Linked DNA regions of Mus musculus: all the other regions are linked to region 2. Evidence: chromatin contacts called from public HiChIP or PLAC-seq data. All regions are on one chromosome and are shown on one strand. Each heading gives the region's core, a stretch centred on a gene start, on an enhancer-like site or on the middle of the called end of the contact. The rest is flanking DNA. Distances are from core to core; before and after follow the strand shown. Region 1 has its middle 50 kb from the start of 4930401C15Rik. Region 2 holds the start of Tmem200a (transmembrane protein 200A). Region 3 has its middle 32 kb from the start of 4930401C15Rik. Region 4 has its middle 91 kb from the start of 4930401C15Rik.

Region 1 (2,966 bases), core at 262-2,761, 190 kb after region 2:
ACATACATACATAAATACATACATACATACATACATACATACATACATACATATTAATGAGAAAAGAAGTAGTTGCTGAATTCACAACTCACAGTGACTTCTGCCAGTGGTTCTTAATAAGAGGTCCTATCACATGAGGAATAGTCTAAAATCACAGAGTCAGGGGCCTTAACCCACAGCCAACTCAGCAGGCTCTGAAACTGGTTATGATAAAATGTCTATTCTTTCACTTTCTGCCAAGTGTCACCACTTTAACAATGCTTCTGACACCATCGCATTTCACAGCCAGGGCAGAACCTGGGATTCACTGCAAGAGATGTAAACTTTACAAGAATGACAGTTACATTTTACTGTTATAACAATAGCCAGCGGTGGTGGTGCACACATTTAATCTCAGCACTTGGGAGGCAGAGGCAGGCAGATCTCTGAGTTTGAGGCCAATCAAGTCTGCAGAGTGCCAGGACAGCCAGGGCTACACAGAGAAACACTGTCTCATAACAACAAAACAAAACAAAATGAAAATAACAACAAAACAAAACAAAATGAAAATAACAACAAGAAGAAACCAAAACCAAACATAAAGGTGGCACTAACTGTTGCGTGCAATTTTAATAATCCTTTTTTTAAAGATTTATTTATTTATTATATGTAAGTACACTGTAGTTGTCTTCAGACACACCAGAAGAGGGCATCAGATCTTGTTACAGATGGTTGTGAGCCACCATGTGGTTGTGAAAGTATAACAACATAAAAACAGAATTCTAGGCTTTTAGGCCCAGGCTTGGGAATGTGGCCTTTGTAAAGGTATGCTAATCATAAAAGAGATATCGACATTCCTCTACCCACCCGCTTCCTGGGTTCAAAGAGTGCTCATTCAAAGAAAGTCACCCTGGCCATTACCAGAACCTGCAATGCAAATGTGCTATTGTTAGAGGCTCTTAGAAGCTGTCTTGAGAGTTAACAATTACCAGGTATTCCTTGTGACTCTTGTAACTTTACACTTCCTTGTGACTCTTAACTGGTATCTTTGGTATCTTCCAACAAAGCCCTCCCCACTTCCTTAAGTTGTGGTTTCTTCCTTTAAATACCCCCTTACCCAGCTACTCGGGGCGCCACAGTCCTCTACCCCTGCGTGGTGTATGACCATGGGCCTGAGAGCGCTTTTGAATAAAAATCCTCTTGCAATTTGCAGCAAGACCCGTTTCTTGTGGGTGATTTTGGGGTGTCGCCTCTCCTGAGTCAGAACGTGGGGGAGTCCTCACGTTGTGGGTCTTTCAGTTGCTGGGATTTGAACTCAGGAGAAGAGCAGTCAGTGCTCTTAACCGCTGAGCCATCTCACCAACCTCCAATTTTAATAATCCATGCTAACTTTGGCTAGGTTTTGGGGCTGGCAGCCGCCCCATCTCACTCAGCTCTCATGCTGGGCTCTCCTGATCTCCCCTTGCTGCTTGCCTGGCGCCAAAAGCAGCTGTTCGGCCCTAGTTCCCCGAGGCTGGTTTACTAAGCAGCCCAAACCTGTTTTTCCAGAAACCCCTGGAGCTACCATTCTCCCCTGTGGCTGGTCTGTAGACTCAGTTCCCTTTAGCCCCATGAAAGGAAAACACTATTATTTATACCAGCCAGATTTGTATCAGTAAATCTCCAACCACAATATGCCCATTCAAAACAAATGAACGAACAAACAAACAAACAAAAACCACAATTCAGTTATAGCATTTATAAGCTGCATGCCTAGATTAGGCAGATAGACCACTACAGGACTCTATTCCCCAGCTATGAAATCCCTAGCTACTTGCAGTTCCTCCAAGCCACATGAGTCTGCTCTGTCTTCTTCTTTCTCTTCCTCTTCTCTCCGCCCCAGTCATCCTCTTCTTCCTTCCTTCCATTCTCTCCTTCTCTAAAACTTCCAGTCCCCCCTTCCCCCTTCCCCTCCCCCTGCTCAATCACAATGGGGAGCAGGCTCACATGGAATCTCCCAAGTAAGTGACACCCCCATCCTCGTCGGGCCAGGATTAGCCCCTAATACAAATAGCACCAAGGCAATCCACAACCAACAGCCTCTGGCCTCTGAGCTCTGCGGCTCCTGATCATTGAAGGATTTTCAGAAGACCAGAGAACAGGTGACAGGAACCAAATTCTCCTGACTTCAAATCCAGCGTCATATTTACTCTGTCATTCATCAGCTTTCGCCTGAATTAGTCAATGCTTAGATTACTGAACCAACCATCTATTATGTCCAAGGCTCTATCCTATCAGATATGTGTGTGTTATGACTAATGGAGTTTTACGTCTTGACCACACATATGCCTGGGACTGTAGATAGCATTTAATAAGAATTAACTCTGTCACCCCAGAACAAACCTATAAGAAGGTAGTAATGGTTTCCCAGTTTTATATATGAAATGACCAAGCTCCATAGAAAACAAAATGTCTCCAGGTTTACACAGCTAGTCAGTGCCAGGATTAAGATTAGAATCCTGGTGGGTCAGTTCCTAAAGTCAAGCTCCTGGAACACTAGGAAATTCTGCATAAAGTGATAGCATTGGTAAATAACATTTTCTTAAATACAACGTAACCAAGCACACAACATGTGTTAAAAGGTTTCATTTAATCTTTCTTAGGAAATGGGTTCTGGTGCTTGGGTCATTTACTTACTGTCAAGTGGAATAATAAATAAATTGAACAGCAAATAACTTCAGACTTTTGCAATCAAGTGGGAGTCCAATAGCAATGGACAAAAAGAGGATATTGTTAACTCAAATAACCGGAAAGCCCAAGGAAGCCACTAGTTTCAGCTAAAGCTTCAGTCAAGGCTCCAACGTCCTAATACCAGGACTTGACTTTTTAATATCTATTTCAGATAACTGGGCCTTGATTCCATTCTGTCCCCACAAAAAGCTTCACAGGACAGAAAACGCAAACGTTTTCCACCCTGAGACCATGCATCTACTACTGAAGCCATTCTG
Region 2 (3,045 bases), core at 183-2,682:
TTTACTACTGAATTTTTCTGACTAGTAGTAATTATTTTAAAAATAAAATATGTTGATGATGTTATCTAGTTCACCTTCTTCCTTCTTCTTTGACTGAATAACTGGAATATAAGTTCAGATTGGTAATTGTGATCAGTGGTGATAAGAATGAGTCTAGATCTTTTCCCGAAGTCTTTCCTCATCAGCCTCTCTTTGAAGACTGCCTGGACATGTGATGCCTGTGATGTCTGGATTGCCATTTTAAATGTTTCCCTGTACATTGTAGACACTGTGCTACATTAAAAGAGCAGGATGGGAGGAACCTATTACCCACCCCTTTACAAGTCAGGAAGGCTTGCTAGGAAGTGTGTTCTCTTGGGAGCTTTGAGGAGAAAGGAAGAGTCAGGGCATTCTTGTACAACGAGTAGAACCTTACTAGGCTCACACGATTAATAAGGTTCCTTGACAAATGTGCTAGAAAACCTCAGAGAACTGATCAAATGGCTTTGGGCCAAGAGAACTAGCCACATGAAGGTGGAAGGAAAAGAAAACCACAGATGGCTTACAAGGTGACTCATTTCTCCTACCCCATCCCATCTACTTTCTTTCTTTTTTTCTTTTTTTTTTTTTTTTAAGCATTTGGTCCTGAAATTTCAGAAAAAGTATTTAACCTCCATACTGAAGCAAGATTTTTTTTTTAAAACCACTATTGCCCGTTTTTACAGTCTTTCTCCATTGCCAGTGTCATCTTAATGACCTGTCTGGCCTCTACGGGTTGCCTTATTTTCTTGAGTCTAGATTTTTTCCCCACAGAATCCAGTAGCTGACACATTGAAATAGATACACACCAGAGCAGAATATTTGCCTCTTGCCTATGAGTTAAAAAAAAAATCCAAGAAACTCATGGATTTACAAAACCATAGCTCAGCTACGGTTGCTGTACACTGCACACTCCAACGCAGTAATTTGAATACGAAACTTTATTTACTGACTTGATCTTCAGCCAGAGTGGGCGCTTTGGTCCCTTGCAGAATTGCACGTGACTATTATTTCAATTATTTCATTCTATGGACAGGACATGTTTTTTTTTTTCTCACTGATAATTTTTGGTAACTTGAAGCCTTCATTGGATTTGATATCTGGAGCTTAGCCTCAGACTCATCATCTTAGGATACAATTAGCCCCTGCCCCTCACAACCCCATGCCCAGAACCCTTCCCAACCAGTCTGCTCTACTGGAACTAACTTCCCAGCAGCTTAAACCCTCTGAGGGCTAGGAGTGCAGTATCTCTTGGGGGTCCAGGTCTGACTTTGTTAGCACAGCACTCGTGCAGCCGCCAGGGGGACCCCGACCCTCCCAGGCTGCATCTGATAAGAAAGCATCCGAGGGGCGTGGAACCGAGGGGCCTATGGATCCTTCTTCCAGAAAATACAGAGTCCGCCGGGGATCCCCAGTTCTTATTGAGACAGGAGGGGCAGGTATCTCCCGTTCTGGAACTCGCGTCCGACGGTGATGAGAAGCGAGTGGGTGTGTCCGCTTCCGCCCGCTGGCCTTCAGATGAAGCAGATCGCCTGGAAGCGGTACTTTGTTCCCCAAATGGGTTTTGTATGGGCGCCATCCCGGCGCTAGAAGTACAACTTTGCAGCCAGGGCGCCGGGTAGCTGGGTTGGGGTCCGGGGGGAAGGGTGGGTCCTGCACGCAGCTCTTGCACAGCTTGGCGACTGGGCCGGCGGAGTTCCCACGGGTCGTGGGCGGCGGTGCGATTAGCACCGTCTGGGTCCCCGGCTGCTGGCGACGCTCCGGGAAGCCCGTCCCGCCCTCGCCCCCGATCCTCCTCTTGGCGGCTTCGGGGGCTAGAATTCATCAGGAACCAAGCCCAAAACTTTCCCTCGAGCCCCGCATTCCTTTTGTCTTTCTTGGCGGCGGCGGAGACGCCTTAGCTGCGATCTTTTGCCCTGGCCTCGGTCACCGGTACCCTAGAAGGATAGGGGCTGCGCTCGTCCGATGGCGGCGGCCGCGTCCCCCAGATGCGCGAGTCAGGGCGCCCGCACCCCGGCCTGACTCATCTTCCTTTGGTGACCGCACCGCGTCCTCAGCCGGAGCCCCACGGGGATGGGGAGTGAGACCGTGGCTGCCCGCAGCTGCCCAGATTCCTCCTGACGCCCCCGACCCCGCCGCCTCCCTCGCTGGTCCCCGGAGGCGCACGCTGTCGCGACAGCTGTGAGAGCGAAGAGCCCGGAGAGGCCACCGGAGCCCCGAGACCAGGCGCTCAGGACAGGTGAGTGGACCACCAGGGTGCTGCGGGGCGTGCAGAGGTGGGTGGGCGAGCCCTGCAGCTGTACCCCGGGTTTCTGAAACCCCTTCTCCTCCCCTCCGCTTTAGCCCGCAGAGTTAGGGGAAACAATGACTCCCAAAGTTTGGGGGAATGAACCAAGTCCTCCATCAGTTCCAGACTTCTTGGTCTCCAGAGTACAGGAGAGGTGGTGCGGGGCAGCCTGTGAGCAGCCGGCTTCTGAGAGCGCCTGGCTTCGCGTCTTGGAGCTACACCCTCCTTTGTCTAAGGTTCCAGAGTCAGCAATCTTTGTGAGGGTCTACGGCGTTAATTTATGGTAGACAAAAGTGTGAACAGGGTTCCCTAGATCAGTATTTCAGTGTGATCCTACCTGCATAAGCAAAACGAAGAGGGGTAATTGTCTATAGGCTTCAGCACGACTCTCCTCCCCACAGACTGCCTAAGAAAGGACTCGTAAGATTTGCTTCACTAATTGTTTTGCAATAATTGCGTGTTCACGCCAACACTATGCATTATGAAGGCTTGGGCATTCTATGTTTGCTGCTTTTGTTATTTTGGAATGTGTGTGTGTGTGTGTGTGTGTGTGTGTGTGTGTACACGAAACAATTCATTTTTTACCCTAGGCATCGATAACGTCAGAAGAAAAGACAAATATGTAGATATAGTTAAGTAACTAGAATCATTCCCCATTTGTTAACTATATGCAGATATAAATGAGCTAAAGGTTCAGTCCCTGTGTTTTTCAGTCTGGTGTTTTTCAAAACTAAGTAACC
Region 3 (3,250 bases), core at 719-3,218, 210 kb after region 2:
TTACCTCATTAAACCATGATGCCATCTGTTGTCATTTAGGGCTTTATCACCATTTAAAAAATATATTTCCATCTTTTCATTGAGGAATATGGCTATACATTTACATATAGGCACATACAAATACACATAAAAGCAAAGTTTACCATAAAGACTCTAGCTAGGGTCTCTTGGAGTCCAATGTGTTCCCCTTACCTTTGCTGAAATCAGAGCATCCTCTCTTTAAATCAAAAGGGTTTGCCCACTGCCAAGTCTTTTAATTACCAAGCATCAATTGTATGCATTAGAAATATACTACCAAATGACTTAATCAAATGTGTAACAAACAACCTGATCAAACATAAATTGAACTTAATATCGGATTTAACCTAAATGCAGGGTTGGAGTTGCTTCACTTGCATATGATTTTTGAATTGTGAATGGGTCTCGCTGACTCTGCAGATTAATCTCCTGACTTTGTTTGGTTTTGAGACAGGATCTCACTGTAGAGCCTTGCTGGCCTGTGACTCACAGGCTGGTTTGGTACCCATAGAGATCTTCCTGCCTTGGCCTCCCAAGTGCTGGTATTAGACATGGGCTCTTACACACTTGGTTCTTTGTGACCTTGAATACACTATTTTATAGCTTGAGCTTCTGTTGGTCAGGGTGAAAGGAAAAAATGTGCATGCAGATAACTCATTATCAGCTGACAGAATGTGTGGAAATGATAGCTGCTGTCATTACCTCACTACAAAGACTGTCACATCTGCAACTTCAAGTTGTTCATGAGTTGTCAAATACATGTTGCCTCCTGCATTAGCTTTCTGCCCCCAAGGGAACTACCAGAGGCAATTAACTTATACATAGGAATAGTTTTATGACTCGTGTTTCTTAAGTTTCTGATACAAGATGTGTTTGTACTTCTGGCAGGAGTAACTCTTCATGGCAGAAGAAACCAGAAATTCTCCATCTCATTAGCTGGAAAGCTACAGAGGAAGAGGAAGTCATGGAAGCTCCACAATTTCCTTCAAGGGCAGATAGTGACCTAGAGTCCTTTTAATAGGTCCAACCTCTTAAACGTTCCAGCTCTTCTGCATGGGTGATGAGCACTTTATAGCATGTCTTAGTTTAGGGTTTCTACTGCCGTGAAAAGACACCCTGACCACAGGAACTCTTACAAAGCAAAACATTTAATTGGGTCTGGCTTCTAGTTACAGAAGTTCAGTGCATTATCAGTATGGCCAGAAGTATGGCAACATGCAGGCAGACACAGTGCTGGAAAAGAAGCTGGGAGCACTGCATCTTGATCTGCAAGCAACAGAAGAAGACTGTGTCTCACTGGGTATAGCCTGAGCATAGGAGACCTCAGAGCCTACCTCCACAGTGACACACTTCCTCCAGCAAGGCTACACCTCTTAATAATGCTACTCTCTATGGGCCAAGCCATCCCTATTCAAACCACCACTTTTACATGACCTCTGCTAATGTTCGCTCAGCACTGGCTTGTGCAGGTGGACTCCTGGTGACAGTGTTTCCACTTTTTTAGAAAGAAAGCCAACCAGATCTTATTCAGATACAGAAATCATGTTGACTTGAGAAAATGGAGGGCTGTGGGTTTTAGCGTGCATTTTAGAGACAAGCAGATGTGGGCTCTAATCCCTACTTGCTTACTCTGTAAAATCCTTCTTGAGACAATCAGAGCTCCTTGGTACTTACATGTAACACACGATACCATTATTCCTGCAGTAACTTGAGCTGACTTGAAGGATTAGGAGACCATTCTGCATCTCATTACATCTCAGCCTTGAGCAGAATGGTGCAGGTGATTAAGAATGTCTGCAAGAAGATTACTGCAGTATCCCGACAAGGAGATTTCCCTAGATTCTTGCCGTTCCGCACACAAATCATTTATTAAATCTGTCACTCAATCTTACTAAATTGCTAGTGTGTCTTCATTCACGTCTGCCTCTCTGGATCTGCCAAGGACTTATCAACGTTGAAAAGGGAGCATCTTCTGAGCCTGCTCCATATACACTGACTCCTTTCTCAGGGTGACTTTGTGTTCATCTTTACTGAAAACTATGGAGCCCTTGTCCCTAATGAGGTTAAGAATCCCACAGACAGTGAAGAACACATGGCAACATCACATCCATTAACCACAAAGGTGTTTTCCAGAACGAGGAGGTCTCAGATATGTACGCCATGTACACAAATATGTCTCTTTCAATTTTGAACATTTGGAGTTTTGTTTGCCTGAGTATTGTCCTGTTTTGAGTACTTTTAAAAACATAGCTACATTTCACTAAAAATCCCTAACTCTTTCCTGAATTGATATAAACCTTACACAGTGGGAACCTGACACAGCTCAACAATAATGCCTCGGATGGCATTTCCCTTGATACTTCCTGTACTCAAAGACAACAAATTTCAGAGATGATTTGATTTGTAGTTCTTTTAGGTAAATAAAAGTCAGATAAATGAGAAATTTCTGCTTTTTATCATCTTTTCAGTTTTTATGAGGTGGAGTTGAATTTTTTTCAAAAGTTATTTTGTTATCCTCATACAGGAAGGTCATTTTCTTAAGACTATTAATAGCTATTGTAGTTGTTAGAGGTCATTGACTATAAGTGTTCTCACATAGAAATCCAGAGGATCAAACGGCTCTGATATTTACTGTACATGACCAGAGGCTGACTTGTGACAGCCAGACTTTGGAAATGGGACTTGTCACTTAAAGAGAATATAAACATTCTATTATTAATCCCACAGATCTAGATGATTGAATTAGGATAACTGAAATAATTATATATTGACCCATGCATCTGAACTGGGGCTCCATTTTCACCAGAGAATGTGTAGAGCCATGAGACAGAAAAGAATAGTGTGCCTTAAAGAGGTTATGGTACACTCTAGCTGTGTAAAGGCATCAAGGAAAGTTGGCTAAACCTGTCAACCAAAGTGCTTCATTGGGGTTATTGTATCATTTGACAAATAGATATAACAACTTAAGATTGCCTTGTATTTCCTTTTAAAGCAACCCAGAAAGTGGATTCCTTGCCATTACAGAGCAGGTTGAAATCATGGTGTAAATCTCTTTGTGAACTGAGATGTTTGCTCTACCATAAGCACTTATAATTCAGGTGCTAGAAATACATTTGTATTACAAAGGCTCTTGAAATAATATGGTTTTCTTTCTAAAAATAGATTTGGTTTTAAAAAAAAAAACCCTCTGTGCTTCCTTTTGGAATCTCACTTTATCCATTCATGTGCATCA
Region 4 (3,016 bases), core at 404-2,903, 150 kb after region 2:
TGCTTATTTTTAGAACCATTGTTGCTGGCAGCAAAAACCCACATTAGATAAGCCAACGCCTGCCGCCTGTGGAAAAGACTCTGCTGAATAGAGTTTGCTGCATTCTGAGCAGAGCAGAGAGGTACAAACTGGACCACAGCCAGATGGCTTTCCCTGTAAATACGGTTCAGTGCAGATTGGATCTGTTTCTTGTTCAGCATTTTTACATCCAGTTCTCTCGGTGGACTTTCCCCCCTCATTTTATTGTTGGATGGAATGTATTTGTAAATTGACCCTTCAGGTTTGTTTTTTTCTTTGTGACGAGCTGGCATCAGTGAACAGTTAAAAGTGGAGCCTGTTTAAGGGGCATCCATCCACACCACAAGATTCTGTTAGAAGCTGAAGTTTCCAGTGAGTACAGAAGAGGCTCAAAAGCAGTCTGCTTTGCTTGTTGCTGACCACCCTCGCTCTCAATCCTCCCTCTGTCAAATCATAATGGCTGTGTGGCCGAGACTAAGGAGCCTCCTGCCCTGTCCCATGGATTATGTATATCTTAGCTGAGACGAATGAGGCCTGAAGTCAGCTGAACTTGTAGAGCAGATATCAAATGCCCTTGTTTATTTTCACTGCTTGGCTACACGCATCTCATCACCAGTGGGACAGAGAAGGGGGAGGGGCCATGGCCAAGACAGACGTGAACCTGCAGGGGACCCAGGAGACGAGCTTAGTGATGGGTCAAGAGGAGGGATGCACGTCACAGTTCAGGAGGTCAGGAGACTCATCATATCTGTTGTGAGAAAGCTGCCCAAGCTGCTTCCTCTAGCAAGGAAGAATCACAGGTCAGAAGAGCTGTCCCCAACTCTCACTCTTAGAGGAGAGGAACAGAGGCTTGCAGTTACTCAAGGGTAAGATGGAAGAGAAAGGTGTATCCTTGTCATTGGCACAATCCTAGAGTTACACACTGCCTTCATGAAAAACAGCTAATTAGGCCTTGCAATAATTTCGTTTTGTTTTGAGGCAGGGTCTCACTGGACAGCCCTGGCTGACCTGTGTTTCAAAGACCAGACTGACCTGGAAATGCACACAGATCCACCCACTTCTGCCTCCTTGTTCTGCAAATAAAGGCACGAGTCACTAGGTCTGTCCCCACCCCTTGCAATCACTCAGTGAACAAAGGTCTTTCTCGCAGAACATTTTATTTCCACTTACTCAAGAGAAAGGTAAAATCTGAGAAATTTATAGCCAAGGTCACAGATATCATTAAAATGAGGCTTAAAAAAACAAATAAATAAAACCCAGACCCCTTATGTTTAGCCAAGCACGGGTAGCTTGTGGCAGAAATCCCAGCACTTGTTACCGTGAGGCAGGAGGAGAGCTGTGAATCTGAGAGCAGTGCGGTGCATAATTAGTTCCAGACCAGCCTAGACTTCAGAATAAGACCCTGTCTCAAAAACAAAACAAAACAAAACACCAAAACTAAAACCAAACAAAACCAGGAACAATAAAGACTTAGGTATTCCAGCTATGAGTGTGTTAGATTTGCACCAAACAGATGGCTTTTACAACGCTAAAGAATCTCCGAACTTTGTGACACTGATAACGCAAGCCTCATGCTGTAGGACTGTCAGGGAGCGCCATCAAAGGACAGCAAGTGTGGGGGAAAGTCGAAGTCAGGAGAGTGAGGACCTGCAGGCCTGCACTGGAGAGCAAACTAATGTGTGCTGGGAGTGACCTCTTTGTGAGGCACTGTCTGGAACTTTATACACAATCAGTCTTTTACCCTCATATACACACAGTAATAAATGTGCTTCAATTATCCTCTGTTTATAAAATAAAGAGTCTGAAATGCAGAGACAGTGAGCCTCTGCTTGTGATCACTCAGCTAGGAAGAGCCGTGGAGGCCTTAGAGCTGCCATCTGCCCCAAAACTCTACACCTTACCTCTGCTCCTCTGCCTAGACTCATGGAACCTGCCATAAATGGTTAACAGAAGAGACACGGCTTGACTCATCCTTTCCAGAAATCGGAAAGCATATGCAGAAACTACACACCAATCAGCTTGGAATAAAATCTGCTTTCAGGCAGAAACCCCTAACTATCAGGAGCAGGGAACTTCCTTTGTAAGAAAGGTTTTAAAATAGGATTTTAGTGGGGATTGGATCATCATAGGACATGAGATGCTTTTGTAGTGCGTATGAGTGTGTGTGTGTGTGTGTGTGTGTGTGTATGTATGAGATATGAAAGTGTGTTACGTGTGAGTGTGTGTGTGTGTATGAGATATGAAAGTGTGAGTGTGTTACGTGTGAGTGTGTGTGTGTGTGTGAGTGTGTAACATGAGTATTGTGAGTGTATTGTGGTGTGTGAGTGCATATGTCTTGTGTGTGTGTGTGTGTGTGTGTGTGTGTGTGTGTGGTGTGTGTGTGTGTGGTATGAATCTGTGTATAACAAAAGGATCACACTGAAGGCATTACACAGAATAGGCATGTCCTCTGTCACTAAAGTACACTCTCAGCCCTAGGAGAAATTCTTATCTTACGATCAAATTTAATTGTAAGTATTCCTGTTCCCTGGAATTTGGTGGCCTCTGTGTTAAGAGATACTATAGCAATCACTGTCGTCTATCCACAGTGAGGAAGGCCATCTGAGTGGCCTTTGGCAGAGCCTTATCATATAAGGTCATTCTAGTCCTTTGTTTCTGGCTGATACCCACTAAGGGATATTATAAACTCCATTTTGCTTTCTAAGTGTCCCTTGTATTCAGTGAGAAATGCAGGTTCAATGCTCTATTGTCTCCCTTGTCAATTTGACTTCTCATTGTATATTATAAATCAGAACTCAGGGAGTCAGCCTCCCAGGAGCTTCAATGTGAACCTGTCTGTAAAGGTCTTTCCAATTCTTGATGTACTGACAAAAATGACCTTCTGGTTCTACAGAGATGTGGGAAGGACAGTTTGATGGGAAGACAGATGTGAGTTCATTCCTTAACTCTAAATGACAATATGTGAGCTTAAGTGGTGACATTTTTATTTCTGAGTCAG

Evidence for each region. HiChIP or PLAC-seq counts read pairs in DNA pulled down with a chosen protein or histone mark.
Region 1: a contact with region 2 is called in an H3K4me3 HiChIP or PLAC-seq map of embryonic stem cells, with 17 read pairs. The contact joins the enhancer-like site here to the promoter of Tmem200a in region 2. A contact is called at or near these places in 8 of 39 promoter capture datasets (the 3T3-L1 cell line, cranial neural crest, embryonic stem cells and 3 more), 3 of 484 Hi-C or Micro-C datasets (cortical neurons, embryonic stem cells and myocytes), 5 of 115 datasets of contacts at active chromatin or transcription factors (embryonic limb bud, embryonic stem cells, forebrain and 1 more) and 1 of 9 other capture datasets (liver).
Region 3: a contact with region 2 is called in an H3K4me3 HiChIP or PLAC-seq map of craniofacial prominence, with 2.9 times the contacts expected there. The contact joins the enhancer-like site here to the promoter of Tmem200a in region 2. A contact is called at or near these places in 13 of 39 promoter capture datasets (the 3T3-L1 cell line, 3T3-L1-derived adipocytes, cranial neural crest and 8 more), 3 of 484 Hi-C or Micro-C datasets (cortical neurons, embryonic fibroblasts and nephron progenitors), 6 of 115 datasets of contacts at active chromatin or transcription factors (craniofacial prominence, embryonic limb bud, embryonic stem cells and 2 more) and 4 of 9 other capture datasets (adipose tissue, embryonic stem cells, liver and 1 more).
Region 4: a contact with region 2 is called in an H3K4me3 HiChIP or PLAC-seq map of embryonic limb bud, with 3 times the contacts expected there. The contact joins the enhancer-like site here to the promoter of Tmem200a in region 2. A contact is called at or near these places in 4 of 39 promoter capture datasets (the 3T3-L1 cell line, 3T3-L1-derived adipocytes, embryonic stem cells and 1 more), 3 of 484 Hi-C or Micro-C datasets (cerebral cortex, embryonic fibroblasts and uterus), 3 of 115 datasets of contacts at active chromatin or transcription factors (embryonic limb bud, neural progenitor cells and stem cell-derived neural progenitor cells) and 2 of 9 other capture datasets (embryonic stem cells and pancreatic islet).

What each region holds. Positions count from the first base shown.
Region 1 is chr10:25,885,961-25,888,926 of GRCm38.p6, reverse strand. No RefSeq gene overlaps it. Among named protein-coding and RNA genes, the nearest start is that of 4930401C15Rik, 50 kb to the right of the region's middle. Within about 2 kb of position 1,511, at least 18 of the 459 cell types and tissues checked have an H3K27ac peak or open chromatin away from gene starts, as enhancers often do. A contact at or near this core is called in embryonic stem cells, where this site is marked.
Region 2 is chr10:26,077,350-26,080,394 of GRCm38.p6, reverse strand. Tmem200a (transmembrane protein 200A) reads left to right here and starts at 1,432. Exons shown (of 3, transcript NM_001358814.1): 1 at 1,432-1,559; 2 at 2,076-2,257. Gm9767 (predicted gene 9767) reads right to left here and starts at 2,140. Exons shown (of 1, transcript NR_028030.2): 1 at 948-2,140.
Region 3 is chr10:25,867,454-25,870,703 of GRCm38.p6, reverse strand. No RefSeq gene overlaps it. Among named protein-coding and RNA genes, the nearest start is that of 4930401C15Rik, 32 kb to the right of the region's middle. Within about 2 kb of position 1,968, at least 3 of the 459 cell types and tissues checked have an H3K27ac peak or open chromatin away from gene starts, as enhancers often do. A contact at or near this core is called in craniofacial prominence, where this site is marked.
Region 4 is chr10:25,926,643-25,929,658 of GRCm38.p6, reverse strand. No RefSeq gene overlaps it. Among named protein-coding and RNA genes, the nearest start is that of 4930401C15Rik, 91 kb to the right of the region's middle. Within about 2 kb of position 1,653, at least 84 of the 459 cell types and tissues checked have an H3K27ac peak or open chromatin away from gene starts, as enhancers often do. A contact at or near this core is called in embryonic limb bud and uterus, where this site is marked.